Regions from separate parts of the Mus musculus genome. Here all the other regions are linked to region 2. Evidence: chromatin contacts called from public HiChIP or PLAC-seq data. All regions are on one chromosome and are shown on one strand. Each heading gives the region's core, a stretch centred on a gene start, on an enhancer-like site or on the middle of the called end of the contact. The rest is flanking DNA. Distances are from core to core; before and after follow the strand shown.

Evidence for each region. HiChIP or PLAC-seq counts read pairs in DNA pulled down with a chosen protein or histone mark.
Region 1: an H3K27ac HiChIP or PLAC-seq map of embryonic stem cells shows a contact between it and region 2, with 5 read pairs. The contact joins the enhancer-like site here to the promoter of Anxa8 in region 2. A contact is called at or near these places in 3 of 39 promoter capture datasets (frontonasal cranial neural crest, hippocampal neurons and neural stem cells), 2 of 115 datasets of contacts at active chromatin or transcription factors (both in embryonic stem cells) and 4 of 9 other capture datasets (adipose tissue, embryonic stem cells, liver and 1 more).
Region 3: a contact with region 2 is called in an H3K27ac HiChIP or PLAC-seq map of epiblast stem cells, with 3 times the contacts expected there. The contact joins the promoter of Glud1 here to the promoter of Anxa8 in region 2. A contact is called at or near these places in 6 of 39 promoter capture datasets (the 3T3-L1 cell line, 3T3-L1-derived adipocytes, cranial neural crest and 2 more), 1 of 484 Hi-C or Micro-C datasets (cerebellar granule neurons), 7 of 115 datasets of contacts at active chromatin or transcription factors (VIP interneurons, embryonic stem cells, epiblast stem cells and 3 more) and 1 of 9 other capture datasets (pancreatic islet).

What each region holds. Positions count from the first base shown.
Region 1 is chr14:34,257,290-34,260,513 of GRCm38.p6, reverse strand. Shld2 (shieldin complex subunit 2) reads left to right here. Exons shown (of 10, transcript NM_001360074.1): 4 at 782-889. It also overlaps the pseudogene Gm18813. Among named protein-coding and RNA genes, the nearest start is that of Syt15, 39 kb to the right of the region's middle. Within about 2 kb of position 1,818, at least 7 of the 459 cell types and tissues checked have an H3K27ac peak or open chromatin away from gene starts, as enhancers often do. A contact at or near this core is called in embryonic stem cells, where this site is marked.
Region 2 is chr14:34,084,334-34,087,520 of GRCm38.p6, reverse strand. Anxa8 (annexin A8) reads right to left here and starts at 1,542. Exons shown (of 12, transcript NM_013473.4): 1 at 1,445-1,542. The coding sequence starts at 1,465. All of the region lies in intron 1 of A630023A22Rik (RIKEN cDNA A630023A22 gene), which reads left to right.
Region 3 is chr14:34,308,749-34,312,378 of GRCm38.p6, reverse strand. Glud1 (glutamate dehydrogenase 1) reads right to left here and starts at 1,652. Exons shown (of 13, transcript NM_008133.4): 1 at 1,037-1,652. The coding sequence starts at 1,481. Shld2 (shieldin complex subunit 2) reads left to right here and starts at 1,862. Exons shown (of 10, transcript NM_001360074.1): 1 at 1,862-2,212; 2 at 3,285-3,339.

The DNA of each region.
Region 1 (3,224 bases), core at 569-3,068, 170 kb before region 2:
TTCTTTTTTTTCCTTTGGTTGCCATGTGTATAACTTGTTGTCACAAATTCTCAGTAGTGTTCATCTAGTGTTCATATTTTCTAGGCTTCACTATGTTCATGTGCTGTAAGTTCCACCCAAGTAGTTCTTCATATTCATGATTTTAATGGGTTGGGTTTGATTTCCTCTGGATAGAAAAGGGGGGTGCTTCAGTATTTCACTAGTGCTGGTATGATATCATTCCTATGCTGCATGTTGGGAAAAAGTAGTGGGGTTTGGGGTGGGAAAGGCAAGCTTAGCTGAAAGCAATGTGAATGTGGCTTCCTCCTCTTGCCCTAGACTAGGTGAAGCCTGGCTTGCTCATGCCTCAGAAGGCTAAGGTCTAGGGTCAGAAATTAAACTTGCGGGCTGGTGAGATGGCTCAGCGGGTAAGAGCACCCGACTGCTCTTTCGAAGGTCCAGAGTTCAAATCCCAGCAACCACATGGTGGCTCACAACCATCCCTAACGAGATCTGACTCCCTCTTCTGGAGTGTCTGAAGACAGCTACAGTGTACTTACATATAATAAATAAATAAAAAAAAAAGTAAAAAAAAAAAAAAAAAAGAAATTAAACTTGCTGTTTTATCGTTTTGAGCCTTTGGGTGGGTCTTTCAGCCTAACAACTTTAGTTGCCTGGTATGTGAGATGTGTGCATCATGTCTTGCTATGATTGGTTACTATTGCTACTATGTGTTTAACAAGTTAACCACAGTCTAAAGGAGTTTATGGTGTGACCAGATTTCATTTTGTTTTGTTTTTAGACGTTGTTCTTTATGAGGATCAGTGGATTGGTGAGACAGTACTCCAATCAACATTTACAAGTCAGTTACTAAATCTTGGAAGTTATTCATATGTCCAGCCTGAAAAATGTAAGACATATTTTGAATATGCTGAACTTAGGATGTTTTAATTTTTGACTTTTTGGCCTTAGGATAGTACAAAACCAGTATGAACATACTTTGGATTTTGATCTTTTCTGCATTTGTGATGCTCCCAGTGGCAGCGATCCATGGCTTGCAGTCAGCATCTGGTTATAAGGTGAATCACTGAGATGTCACACTGTGCTGTGTTGCTAAGTGGGGACAGATGGTAGGTTAGGTATATTTAACACATTTTTGTTGTATCTTTAGTTTTTTGTGGGGTTACTGTAATGTTACCTCATTGTAAATCCACTGTAAGTCTGCAGACAAATATGTTAGGAAAGATTTGAGTACAAAAAGTTTTTTTCTAAACAGCTATTTTCATTTGTAAGCTGAAACTGGAACTCATTTGTTTTATTTTATATTTTGCAATATTAGTATTGAAACCAGGGCCCCACCCAGTGCTATTTTTCAAAAATATTGAAAATAGAACTTAAAAGGATGGCTGTGGTAGGGCTACACAGGGGCTCCTAGCCCCCAGGTGGCAGCAGCAGTGTGCCTAGAAGAGAAAAGAGGGAGAAAAAAAAATGAACTTGTATATTATAAATCACATAAAGTATTGTTGCAGTAAATCTACTCCCAAATATGCCCCAGCATGAAAACAGGACACAGTTAATATGATTACATGCTGTGCGCCTACCACTACACTGCCATCTTGCACATCTTATGAGACCCCTAAGAACTTGCCGTTTCTCCAGGCTTCTGCTCCGCTTTTCTTCAGCTTCCTCCTCCTCTGTGTCATCTCCCTCTTCCATTTTCTCCTTCCTTTTCCTCCCTTCTGCTCCACCTTCCCTTTTATCTGCCCAGTCATCAGCTCTCCTTTATTTTACAAATTAAGGTGGGAAGCAGGTTTACAGGAAATCACCTGAGTGCTGACTCATTCCTTGTTCTCAGTCCCTCACTGGAGAACGGAATTAACACCAAATATAATTAGCCCCACAACACACTGGCTGAAGGACATTTGAGTTATTTCTCTTTTGAGGTTTTTAAGAGTATAGATTTAAAAAAATTTTTATTAGATATTTTCTTCATTTACATTTGAAATGCTATCCTGAAAGTCCCCTCTACATTCCCCCCACCCTGCTCCCCAACCCACCCACTCCCTCTTTCTGGCCCTGGCATTCCCCTGTACTGGGGCAAGAGTATAGATTTTTGTGTGAACATAAATGTTCAGATCTTTGGCACAGATTTCTAGGGTGCATTCCAAATACATAAATTGTTTTATAAGAAATTACCAGCCGGGGCATGGTGGTGCACACCTTTAATCCCAGCACTCTGGAGGCAGAGGCAGATGGACCTCTGATTTGGATGCCATCCTGGTCTACAGAGCAAGTTTCAGGATAGCCAGGCTACACAGAGCAACCATATCTCAGTACAAACAAACAAACCAACAAACCAACCACACACACACACACCACCACCACCACCACCACCACCACCACCACCACCACCACCACCACCACCAAAAAGAAATGACTAAGCTGTTTTCCATCTGGCTATACTATTTTAAAGACTTTGCATAGGCTGGAGTGTAGCAGCTGATAGAGGACCTGCCTACTCTATGCAAGGCTTTGTGTTTGATCTTTAGCACCTCAAAATACACAAATAAGTAACTGAATAAATAAATAAACCATGTGGAGTATCACATGCTTGAAATCATAGCTACTTGGGAAGCTGATATAGAATATTATAGAGGCCAGCTTAGGCAATGACACTTAACAAAAATTGGAGACGCTGGGTTGGTCCCTAACACTTCAAAGTAAGTAAAAGAAATAGACCTTCTTAGTAGGAATACATTACAGCTTTAATGGCATATTTTAGAATACCTGTAAGAAAAATTGTGTGAGGTGTCTGTTCCACAGTAGAGTGGCTGTAATAAAGCTAGAGTTAAGTATTTGAAATGTTTTCACCATAAAGAAACAAAAATTTATATGGAGAGAGATGTATCTAACTTGTTTTAAAGGTTTTATGATATATTTATTTTTTGAAGCATTACATGGCATCACATTAATTTCTATAATTTTTATGTTTATCAAAAATAGATTTTAGTAAATGAATACAATCAAGCTGTGCTGTGGCAGTACACTGGCTTATAGCATGTGCATCACCATGGATTTGATGCTCGACACCACAGAAATAAGTAATATAGGACTCATACCAACAATACCTTTCACTCACTTTTACTGTCATCCTAGTTTTAAAAAGCTCAGTCCATTCTAAGAGATGTTCTGAGTAATAAATTCTAAGAAACTCCCTGAGAAGTCATTTCCCTAATGGCACAAGA
Region 2 (3,187 bases), core at 293-2,792:
TTTTGAAGACAGGCACTCTCTGTCACTCTTTTGACCTCTCCAGTCCTGTATTTAATCCAACTTTGTACTCAGGGGACATTTGGTCCTCACTGGCAGCCTGGACAGATACAGAAGCCTTGCTGCCCTGAGTCTGCTCTCCCAAGGGTCAGAGATGCTGGATGACTGAGTGCATCCGGACCCAGGCTGCCCAGACCTAAACCCTTACTAGTGTGGCAGCTGTGGTACTGGAGTCTCCATTTCCACCCTTGTGTGTAAAGCCACCCATCCTACAGACTTGCTGTGAGGTTCCAGTGACAGTGGTGAGAGATGCCGACAGGAGTGTCCCCATCCATACAGAAGGTTCTGAGAGTACCAACCAATCCAATCAGGTCCCCAAGAGGATGGCCCCTGCCCCTGCCCTATGGAGTGCAGGGCCTAGAATCAGGCTATTTTGGCCAGCATCTGACTGCAGGAACTGCCCAACACTCAGAGCCCTGCTGTGTGCACCTGCACAAGGCGTATTGCCAGCAGCTGCTGTGAAGCTATGCACAGCCACTGCTCGGGCTGCTTTCTCCTGAGGGTCAGGATGATAGCTCATCTCTTCCTGCCTTCTAGTCTGTCCTATCTGTCCAGAGACGCCCCCCCCCCCTTCCCGGGGCATCTACACCTACAGCTTCTCTCTGGGTGGTGGCACAGCAACAAAGATTTTCCTGAAGCTGGGCCAACTTGGATCTTCTGCCTATAAGGAGCCCGGAGACTGTGCAGAGACTTTGGGCTTTCTCTAGTCTAAGCTGTCCGAGGGACCTGAGCAAGCTACCTGGTGTCCCAGAACCTCAGCTTTTCCCTCTTTGAGTGCCCCAGCTGGGACGAGGAAGGTGCATAGCACATGTAGCCGTGTGCCTGCCCATGAGGTGTTTCGGCTGTACATGTGGGTAGAGGTGGCTCCGTACTGTTTGGAAGTCGAGCTCCAACCCCTTAGCCTGTCATTCAAGTCCCTCGATGTTCCTTCCATCCGGGATCCTCTCCAGACCTAGATCCAACCCATCTGAACATTCAAATGCTCAAACAGGGCAATGTTTTCCAAAGTCAACTTCCTGGGCCCCCTAGCGCCTTTCACACACTGCTACTTCTGCAAGGAGCAGCCTGCTAGAGTCTCTCCAAGCACAAACTCACACATTGCACATATCCACAGAGGCACTAAAGTAGCTTTTCCCCTACAGAAGTCTCCCTCTGGACACTCGAATCCTTTAGCTTTCTCTTTGCAGTTAAAAATTAAAAAAAAAAATGTTCTTGTTTTATTTTTAACTGTCTTACCTTTCAAACCTTAACTTTTCTAAGCGTGGACAGGGTTTTTCTCCCAGTTTCCTCACCGGGACTTGGCCTCGCAGGTTCAGCTTTACTTTTTGTGTCCTCCACACTCCCAACAAGGACTAGGGACCCATCTCCCCAGACCATTTCAACTTACCCAGGCTTTCCACCAGGCCATCCTGTCTGCTGCTTTTCCCAGGGAGATGAAGAAACACTAGTTGGCCTCTGCTCAGTGACTGGACACAGCTACTCCCCGATAGTAGGTGTGGTTGTGTACACAGGTCCAGCCCCACCCAGCCCTCCCTCCCTCCACCTCAGGCTCCGCTTGGCTCTGGGCCCCTCCTGTGACTCCCAGACCCCACCCAGACACTGCCCGGGCCTGCCCTGAGAATGTTTGGGCTGTGGCTGTCACATAGCTTGGAAACTCTGAGGTAGCGTTTGAAAGTAAACATGGCTATAGCTTCTTGAGGTTGGCTAGACCTCAATCACAGAGAGAAGGGACCGGCAGCGCGCAGCCCTTCTGCTTACTGCCATCTTTGCATACTTAGCAGCACAATGAGTTCAGCAAAGGACACAGAAACAGCCACCCCTATTCCCTGGGGTGCACTGTGTCTAAATTCCTCTTTAACCATCTTGTAACGACGGATCCTTGGGTCATGATCACAGTCTTAGGAAGCAGGTATGAGTTCCTGTGCTAGAGGGAACCATTCGCAAGCACCTAGATTATTTGCTTAAATGACAGTTGTTGTGACAACAGAGTGACTGTGTACCAACTCTCATGGGGTGAGAGGCTGCTGCCTCCCATGGGGAGGGGCGGGGTAGGAGATGCTAGTTGCCAAGGGGCAGGAGTACTATTCCCAACTAGCTTCCAAGAAGCTCAATTTTGGGAATTTCCTACTTTTCTTCAACTCTCCCTCAGCACAACTCTTCTTATAGGATCCCTTAACTAAGCTAGCTCCTAGCTAGCTACCTTTCAGTGTGAGGCTGCTGCCTCTGGGAGCATCACCCAGTTCCAGGAAGGCTCCTAAAGCTCTCAGCCCTCATGATGACTTTTAAATCCAAGGAAACCTTGCAGAATGTTTCTTTTTCTTTCTGAAGGGTCAGGTTTTAATGTCCCAGTCTTCAGCCCCAGCCAGTCCTGACAGCCTTGCTTCATTAGGGCCTTCTGTACTGGCTGCCTCAGGCACCAATTCCATGTCCAGTCCAGTTTTAACTGGTCCATGTAGAGGCCTATAGCACAAGCCCAGAACAAGCTGGAAGCCAACACTGCCCTCATACCAGCAGCAGGACCTGCAAGCCACAGTTGCCTGGGTCCCCAGCAGTCTACACACGAGGCTCGACCCTACATTATGTACAGGCTACCCAGCATGAAGAAGCCATAGGCAGTTTCCCGGTCCATGTCACTCTGCATGATGCCAGGAGTCCATTTCAGAACCAGGAGAGAAAGCTGTCTCATATGCCCTGCAGAGGAGTCAAGCATCTCATGATCCAGCTCAGACCCCATTGTGGGGCCACCGAGGTTGCAGAACAGCCTTTTATGAATGGTCCCGTGATGTGAAATGTTCAAAGTTCCCACCCCTGACTCCAGTGTTCTTTGTTCTACAAACAGAGTTGTCATCTCTTTCTTGTGGCGTGGGCAGGGATGGGTAGGGATGGATCTGGGCTGGCAAGCAGAGAGGAGGAAGGTAGCCATGCCCTGGGAAGGCAGCTACTGAGCAGAGCTGCAGGGAACCTGGAGATCCATTGAGCAACAGTGCAGTGCAATGCAGCGAAAGGAAGACGGTCCCAGCTGCCTCAGCACAAAGTGATGGCGGACACATTCCAGGCCTTCGGAAGCTTGGATTCCCCTACATTTTTAGGTTGGTGGACACCCATGCTTGTTTATATCGAGATGTCCGTA
Region 3 (3,630 bases), core at 403-2,902, 220 kb before region 2:
GTCCCCCGTAACCCCTGAAGGGGTTGCATATCAAATATCCTGCCTATTAGATATTTACATAACTACTCCTAACAGTAGCAAAATTACAGTTATGAAGTTGCAATGAAATGAATCACTGTTCTAGTCTAACCTCTGCTCACTTGCCAATTCAACCTCCATCAAGACTCCTACTCAATACATTAAGTTTAAGCAACAGAAAAAAGGTGGTTTTTCTTTTAATAGTCTTTTTTTTTTTTAAAGCACCTTTAACGCTGTATGATTGTGTACTGTAGTGGAGAGAAAATGAAAAACGTATTTTTCTTCCCTAAAAAAAGGCTGTAAGCCAATCTACACACATCCCAAAAGTTTAAACCACAGGATACCCTGGTAACTACCAAATCTAACTGATTCAACTCCCTAAGGACTCTACCTTTTGCCTAGGCTCAATTCTGGTACTAGCCAGGACAAGAACACACCCCCAGGGCTATTTCATTCTATTGGCTGGCAGGCAGTTCTGTAGTCTACACCCTTTAGATTTAATGTCAGGTCGCCCTGTTTGTCAGAGACCTTACTCTGCTCGATATTTTACATTTTCCAAGGGGAGAAAAGAGGCACAACACAAAAAGCCATCAGTGTAAAATTATAATAATTTAGAAGATTAGTAAGCTGCGCTGGTTAATCAAACTTTCAAGATTCCAACTCCAAAAAGAAGATAATTTTTCTCTGTTCTTGTATCGTCGGCTGCTGGCGTTAAGGGTTCACGGTCTATGACATGACAGGCACCGAGGCTAAAGAAAAGCTGTACAGTGTCCTCAGTGAAGTCAGCATCAACACAAGCAGAGGCTTGGGGTGAAGACTTGCCCAGTAAAAAGGCTGGCATATTACGTGGTAGTTTTAGGGCGGAAAAAAAAAATCAGTATCCTCTAAGGCTGCCACACCCGAGGCGGGGGAGCCCGAAGCGGGGCACGGCCTGCAGAACTGGGCTGGGCCGAGTAGCGGCCCGGGCTACGGGAGTCTGGAGGGGAGGGAGGACAGAAAGGGGCCGGAGGGCGCTCACCTCCCTTGCAGGGCGTGCGGTGCTGGCTGTGCTGGGCCCGGTAGCCTTCGATGACCTCCCAGGAGCCGTCGTCGCGCCGGATGGGGAAGGAGAGGCTCAACACATGGTTGCAGGGCTTGATGATCCTCAGGATGCCGCGCACCCGGTTCCGCTTCTGCTCCTCGCTCTCCCGGGTCTTCAGGTCTTCCACCAGCTTGTCCTCTACGATGCTGGCGCCGCGGTCGAAGAAGCCCTCCACCATCTTGAAGAAGTTGGGGTCGTCTTCGCGGTCGGCGGCCGCTTCGCTGTAGTGGCGCCGGGCGACCGGCGTGAGCCCGGGTTGCGGGGCGGCGGAGGGCTGTCCGCGGGCCCAGCCCAGCAGCGCGGCTGAGTCTGCAGCCGCAGAGCCCAGGGCAGCGGGCCCGGCGCGGGACAGCAGCAGCGCTTCGCCCAGACGGCGGTACATGGCGGCGGCGGCGGGCTGAGGCGAGTGCGGCGGGAGCTGTAAAGACCGGAGCTCGCAGGCCTGGACCGCGGGGAGGAAGGGCTGGGCGCGAGCTGCCCTTTTAAGCCGCGGCTTCCTGCTTGTCTGGCTGTCCCCTCCCCTGCGCCGCTTGTCGCCCCACCGGGAGGACGGACTTCGGCGGCCGCGCGCCGCCCAGGGCGCTGGGCCTCGCCTCCGCCGCGGCCTTGCCCGGCCTCCAGGCGGCGGCGCGTGCGGCTGCGGCGGCGGGGGGCGCGCCTTTGCAGATGGGCTTGGTGCGCATGCTCGCGGGCGGGGGCGGGGCTAGCGTGGACGCGCGCGGGCTGCGGCCCGGAGGCCTGGGCTCCTGAGAGCGGTCGGACGCGGCCGCGGCCCGGAAGGTCGGTCCCGTGTGCACGCGCGGCGGCCTGGGAGGTGGAAGCGGACTGCAGGGAGGCCTCGCTGGCTGGCCAGCAGCCCCGGCCGCATGAGTCACCAGGCCCCTCCTTTCCGCCTTGGGCCGGAACGGTGTGCGGATCCGCTGCGCGGCCGGCCGGAGAGTGACGCCGCGCCGAAGCCGAAGAGGCGCGGGGCAAATCCCGACTCATCCCGAATCCGACTGTTGAGGAACCGGGAAAGCAAGAAGCCTCAGGACAGGAGGGAGGCCCTGACCCCACAGGCCTTTACTTTGCACAAGGTTTTAATTTGTTGTAGGCAACTTCAGCGATTTTGAGGTAAAACAGTTATGCAAAGCATTGTTGACTCTTTCGCGTGCCACTTTATTTTACCTTTTTTTTTTTTTGAAAAGTCAGGGCCCCTGTAGCCCAGGCTTGCCCAGAACTCATGGGAACTTGCCTGCTTCTGCTCCCCCAGCCCACTCCCCTGAGTGCTAGGATTACAGGCTTGAGTCAGCACACCCGCACATAGTTGTAACTCCACCATTGACTGAGTGTGTGCCCCTCTTTTGGAATCACGTCCTAAAGTAAACTAGAAATATAATGTCTCAGTATATATATTTAATTTCTGCGACTCACTTTATGGATCAGGCTGGCCTTGTCTGAGTGCCTGAGTGCTTAGATTAAAGGAATGTGACATCCTGTGTGTGTGTGTGTGTGTATATACACACACACATATATATACACACATATATATACATATATATATACATACACATATTATTTAAATGGTCTAGGATCTGATTACTAAGTTATAATTTTCACAATGGTAGCCAGGCTTGAGTGCTACACTCTGGGAACCCCAGAACCTGAGAGGTGGGGGCAGGAGGATAGAGTTTGATTCCAGCCTGGGCAACATGAGATACTCATTTTTCTCAAACAAAGCTACAAGAAAATCCAGTTGAACACACACACACACACACACTAACATCCTTTAAGTCAAGCTACCTATCACGTGCCACATTACTAGTAAAATCACCCCAGAGTGCCTTGGCGATTTTGTAAACCCTTGGACTTTGTGACACTATTCATCTCTTACATGACTTTATTCATCTACTAAGCATGAAAGAGAAATTCTTAGTTCTTAAAATGTTTTGTACACGTGAAGTGACAACCTAGACCAGTTAAGTTGCATTCATTTATCTCAGCGAACTCTAAAGCAATATTGAGCTTTCCTTCCCAGTGACTTATATCTTATCTTATTTGCTGAGTGATAACCGTTAACTGTATTTATTATGTATTAATATTAATTACATCAATATAAACAGTGGTTGATATAATAAAATATAGTTATATTTGTAATAAACAATAAATGATAACCATTAATTATATTTGTATTGTGTTTTTTTAGCAAAAAAGATTCTCCGGCCTGCAGCATGATTTTGGCTTGATGTGAAAAGATTAAGGTACCAAATTTCCTTTTCACTTGATAATATTATCACTCTATGATTTTATATTACACAAAACAAAACATTCTACCTAGAACCTAAAGTTTCAAAAGAATAAGACTCCCAAATCCTGAGGTTTAAGCATTAGCCTGACTAGTGTCTGTGAGCACATGGAAGCATATCTTTTGATATATTGTTGTTTTGAAACAAGAGTCTCACATTATAGCCAGGCGTGTCTGTAGCTCACTGTGTAGCTCAGTGGGATTGCCTGTTAAACTACCATATCAATTTTCTTTACTGATAGTCATA